2 separate regions of the Oryctolagus cuniculus genome follow, and region 2 is linked to region 1. The links are chromatin contacts, called in public Hi-C maps. All regions are on one chromosome and are shown on one strand. Each heading gives the region's core, a stretch centred on a gene start, on an enhancer-like site or on the middle of the called end of the contact. The rest is flanking DNA. Distances are from core to core; before and after follow the strand shown.

Evidence for each region. Hi-C and Micro-C count contacts between places; a contact is called where the count stands out from the background.
Region 2: a contact with region 1 is called in a Hi-C map of embryonic fibroblasts, with 2.6 times the contacts expected there. The contact joins the promoter of BICRAL here to the promoter of PEX39 in region 1. A contact is called at or near these places in 2 of 6 Hi-C or Micro-C datasets (ear pinna and embryonic fibroblasts).

The regions. Positions count from the first base shown.
Region 1 is chr5:127,093,713-127,096,343 of mOryCun1.1, reverse strand. PEX39 (peroxisomal biogenesis factor 39) reads right to left here and starts at 1,342. Exons shown (of 1, transcript XM_051855718.2): 1 at 338-1,342. The coding sequence starts at 1,190. The coding sequence ends at 618.
Region 2 is chr5:127,224,284-127,226,914 of mOryCun1.1, reverse strand. BICRAL (BICRA like chromatin remodeling complex associated protein) reads left to right here and starts at 1,286. Exons shown (of 12, transcript XM_070074088.1): 1 at 1,286-1,303. It overlaps TBCC (tubulin folding cofactor C), which reads right to left and starts at 1,130. Exons shown (of 1, transcript XM_008262923.4): 1 at 1-1,130. The coding sequence starts at 1,015.

The DNA.
Region 1 (2,631 bases), core at 93-2,592:
TGCAGTGGCATCACAAGACAGCGATGGGAATTTACTCTAATTCTCGAGCCCCTTGTCTGATCACCTGGCTCCAAGACCCCAAGTCAACCAAAGTTAGCTTTTTAAAGATGGTTTGGAATTTCAGTGTCTTTGAACACATTCTGAAAAGGTTAAAAAAAAAAAAAACTTTTATTGACTATCTGGAAAGTAGCCATCTAAGATGCAGATGCCACGTGGCTCCTAGCTTTCCATTACTACCAGAATAAACGGACCCCCGAGTAAAGCACTTCCGATCCCCCACATAACCCCTCCCTGTGGATTGGCCTGGGCAGGGTGTTTGAAATGAAAACGCACCGCGGGCAGTAAAGTATAAGCTTTGCTTCAGTTGCATGTAAAGAATCGAAAAAGGATTTTTTTTCTTAACGGATGGTTACGGTTCAGAAATACAAATACAGCACATCCTGATGATGCTTCCAGGATCAACTCCAGCTGAGAGGCCACGGCTGGTTATCCAGGGTCGCGAGTTCCTGCAGGACGCCGCCACGCGCCCCAGGTCTCAGCGGCAAAGTCCCTCGAACCTCAGGAACCACAGTACTCATTTCCGAAGGTGCCGCTGCTGCCTCGGCGGGGCCGGTCCTCTAGCCAAGAGTGGCCGGGGCCTGGGGCCCCGGGCCGAGGGCGGACGCGCGCGGCGGGTCAGTCGGGCCCGCGGCCTCCCAGGGCTTGGGCTTCCGCGGGAGCACGGACGCCGTGGGCTCGCCATGGGTCGCCGTAATGTGCAGTTTCTCCAGGCCCGGGACCTCCTGGCCCTGCTGAACCACCTGCAAGAGCTGCGCCAGGGTCATCGAGGTCGGGGCTGACCCAGCGGGTGCAGAGCCTCCGCCGGAGGAGCTCAGACTGGGAAGGCCCTCCATGTTGGGCCGCGAAGCATGACGGGAAGGCCGAGAAGCAAACACTTCCTGTGATGTGGGCGCAACCATCGTGAGAAGAGATGAAGGGAGGTCGTAGACCATACCAAGCCCAGACGGGGAAGCACTTGACTGGCCGGCTGCGCGCAGAAACGCCGCAGAGGCAGACACGGCGGGGCCCAGCCCAGAGTTCCCAACGTGGAAGGTGCCTGCCTCAGAACAAAAAGGCATAGACTGCCAAGCTGTGAAGGGCAGGACAGAGCGGAACATGCGTGCAGGCGTGCCGCCGCGGGTAGCACGCATACCTGCTTTCGTGCCACGTCCTGCCGTTCCCCGTTCCTGGTGCTCCCGAAGGCGAGGGCGGGCGGCGAAGGCCGGCTGCTGGGCCGGTCCATGCCAATAATCTTAAGGTTTCTCTCGTTGAAAGCGAGCCTGACCCTTTGACCACCACCTTAACCAAATAATCAAGCTTGATTATTATTAGAAGGACGAACTAGCTTCATTTGTCTCCTGCTGTGATGCTTAAGAAGCATACAACTCTAGTAATCCTCTCAAGAAACGTGGGGCCAGCACTGTGGTGCAGCGGGTTAACGCCCTGGCCTGCAGTGCTAGCATCCCACGCGGGTGCTGGTTCGAGTCCCGGCTGCTCCACTTCCGATCCAGCTCTCTGCTGTGGCCTGGGGAAGCAGTAGAAAATAGCCCAAGTCCTTGGGCCCCTGCACCCACGTGGGAGACCCAGAAGAAGCTCCTGGCTTCGGATCAGCTCAGCTCTGGCTATTGTGGTCATTTTGGGGGGTGAACCAGTGAAATGGAAGACCTCTCTCTCTGACTCTACCTCTCTCTGCAACTCTGTCTTTCAAATAAATAAAATAAATCTTTTTTTTTAAATGCAGACATTTAATGTAATGAATGCAAGACACCTACAGTCCATATGGGAGTGCCTGGGTTCCATTTCCAGCTTCAGCTTCCTGCTAATGCAAGCCCTGGGGGCCAGCAGGTGCTGACTCAAGGACTTGTGCCACCCATGTGGGAGACCTGGATTGTGTTTCCATCTCCCATTCCAACCCAATCTCAGCCCCTGGGGGCATTTGGGGAATGAACCACGGGACGGACACTCTCGCTCTGTCTCCCTGTCTCTCTGCCTCTCGAATAAATAAAATGGTAAAGTCAGTGCTGCCGTGCTGCATCAGGTGGCCATGTGGTGGAGCAGACGGGGGCTCGGAGCCACGCAAGAGCAGAGAGAGCAGACTTAACCCCAGCCCGTGGTTTCATCATGCACGCCTGAGTGATGAGACCCTAATCAAAACTCAGGACACAAAGCCCAGTAGAGCTTCCTGGTTGTGGCCCATGTTGAGTGGCTGGAGGGTGACCCAGTGACACAGCCCGAGTCCACAGGCAGAGGCCATGGCAGCTTGGCACCCAGAGCTCCCCCCGCCCCCATACCTCACCCGATGTGGCTCTGCACTTTGCTGGTCGTGCCGCTTTGACGTGCTGTCATCTCAACAACAGCACTTGCCTGCGTGCTCTTAGTTGTCCAGGTGAATTATCAAATGTGAATGCGAAATGGGAATCTCCCCCAACTTTGTCGCCCATCAGTGGGAAGTAGGGGCGGTGTGGAGACCCCGGAGCTTGCAGCTGACATCGGAAGTGAAAGCAGTCTTGTTGGGGGCTGTGCCCTTCATCGGGCGGGCGTTTGTCCCGACTGGGTGGGGGGCACCCAGAGTAATGAAGGGAGGAAGGAGCT
Region 2 (2,631 bases), core at 37-2,536, 130 kb before region 1:
GAAGGATACTCCAGTTTGGGGAGGCCACATCCCGGGCCAGCCAGTTAAAATCGTCAACGTCATTCCAGTGATTTCTGTTCCGGTCCAGCCCAGAACTCTCGAAGTCCGCGTCGATGCCCGCGTAGCTCCAGGTGTACGGGGCGAACTGGATCCCGTGGCAGTACTCCACGATGGCCCTGCTGGTCACATGCAGGAAGACGCGGGTGTCCGTCGTGGTGTGGACGCGCAGCTGCTGGCAGGCCACGGCCAGCAGGCAGTCGCTGCAGTCCTCCAGGAACACCGAGGTGGACACGGGGCCGCAGAGCACCGTGCAGCCGCGGGCCTTGGTCAGCCGCAGCGTGTTGGGATTGCCGTACAGTCTGACCGTGCAGTGGTTCAGCTCGGTCAAAACGACGTCGCGCTGGTGCAGCTCCTCGGCTCTCTTCTCCAAGACTTGCGATTCCAGGTGGGAGAAGCCGCAGACCCAGCTGGAGCCGAGGCCTGGCCCCTCCTCCGCCAGCGGCCGCGGGGACGCCGCCGGGGCTGCAGGGGCCGCGTCTGTCGTGGCGGCGGCGGCGGCGGCGGCAGCAGCACCGCCATCCTCCTTCCTCCGGGTCCGGAAAGCGAAACGCTTCTTGGGCTGCAGCTCCTGGCGCCGCTCGGCCAGGGCCGCCTGCAGCCGCGCCATGGTTTCTTGCCCCTGCCGCAGGTCGTAGGCGGCTAAGAACAAAACCGAGTCGTTGAGAAGCTTCTGCAGCGTCTGCAGCCGTGAGGCCGCCTCCTCCAGCCGCTCGACCGACTCACCGCCTTCCAGCAGCTCTTCCACGGCCGCTCGCTCCCGAGCGAAGGCGGCGGCGAAGAAGTCGCTCTTCTCCCCTTCCACCTCCTGGTCCTGCCGCTTTTGCTTCCGCCTTCCCACCTCCAGCTGCCGCTCTTGCTCGCGTCTGTGGAGCCGCTCAGGCACCGAGCTCAGGTCCCGCTGGGACCCCATGTCCCCGTCGCCCACGGCGCCGGCGGAGCAACTAGCAGACTCCATGTTAACTTCAAGCTTCCTCTCCGGCCTTCCTGCCTCTGGGCGCGCCCTCCGGGAGGCCTCCCACCAACGCGCCCTGTGATTGGCCGGACACGATGGCGTCAATCCCCCGGCCTTATTTCCTTCGCCTATTGGTTCCAGGGAGCCGAAGGGGGGCGGGGACGAGGGGCGGGGCCGCCGGGCGGGGCGGGCGGGGAGACAAAGGTCCTTGTGGATGGGTGGGGTGGGAGGCAGGCGGGGGAAGCTTTTTTTTCTTCTTAAAGGGACAGGCCTTATATCCGGGATTGTGGGGTGAGTTGCAGCAGCGGCAGCTGCACATGTGGGTTTGTTTATAAGAACAAGGTTAGAAACTCGCAGGCCTCCCCCTCCCCCCAGCTCCTCCCTGCTACCCCCTTGCAGACCGGAGATCCGCCGCTGGGGTGGGAGAGGACTGTGTGCGTGTGGTGGGTGGGGGGACAGGTAGTGGTGGGGAAGACGGAGGGGGGGGGGATGTTGCACCGCCCGGCCCGCGCCGGAGGAAGCGGCAGCCGGGGCAGCTGGCTAGGGAGCCGCTTGCATGCCTCTGGTGTCTTCTTTCTCATTCCCGCCGCCCGAGTCCCCTCGCCCTCCGCCCACCCCGCATCCACTGCAGTTCGCGCGGCCTGGGGGCTCCTGGGCCCCCGCGGGCCACCGCGCCGGGAGGGAGCGTGCTCGGAGCTGCGGCCGCGCTCGGTGGGGCCCGGGCGAGTCTGGAAGCGGCTCCCGGGCGGCGGCCGCAGGGCGGGGGAGCGGAGACCCCGCGCCCCCTCCCCGTGCCTCGCTCCGCGCCTCCCGGAGGGGCCGCAGGGTTTTAGGAAGGCGGCGGGGGAATCGGTACATTATTGCTGGAGGCGGTGGGAGGAGGGATTTGTCACCGGAAGTGACCGAGCCTAGCCCGAATTGGGGACCCAGCGGAGGTGCGGGTGGGCAGCCGGGCGGTGCAGTCCCTGGCCGGCGCCCGAGGCGGCGGGCGCCCTGCCAGCCTCGCTCGTCGGGACGTTTGCTCCCGCTGCCCCGGCCTCCGGCGTCTGTAGTTGACATATTTAATTGCCCAAGAAATTGCCCCCTTGAAATTCAGCCGGGGTGGCCACATCTTGATGCAGAGTGAGATGGGAGGACACGAGCCATCTGAATGGAGCCTGGGCTCCAGCTTACACGCCCACTCTTCTCCCTTTCCATTTTAGAGGAATTTTAAAGCAAAACACACGTACACTCCGGGCTGGACAGAGCACCCCTGGCTGAGCCGGCGCGGGGCCGTCGTGCGGCTTGGGGCGCTTGCTCATCATCGCTTCCTCTAGTTTTGTTTCTAGGGCAAGGTAGGGGAGGCTTTTGTTTTCCCCAGAAAGGCAGGTTTATTTCCCCCGGAGGAGTGTTCTGAAGCAGGAGGATGAAATGGAGCGATTACCTTGTCCAAGTCTTGCAGAGCAATGCACTAGCCCTATGTTTTATGAGCTATTGATTGATGTAACCAAAGAAGGAGTAGAAAAGACCCATTTTGCTGGAAGGGAGGGTTGAGGCCCTCATCTGCGTCTCTTGGGTTTCGCAGCTGTGAACCTGCCCCATCGCGCCTGTACCTGGAGGTTCACTGGACTTGGGGTTGC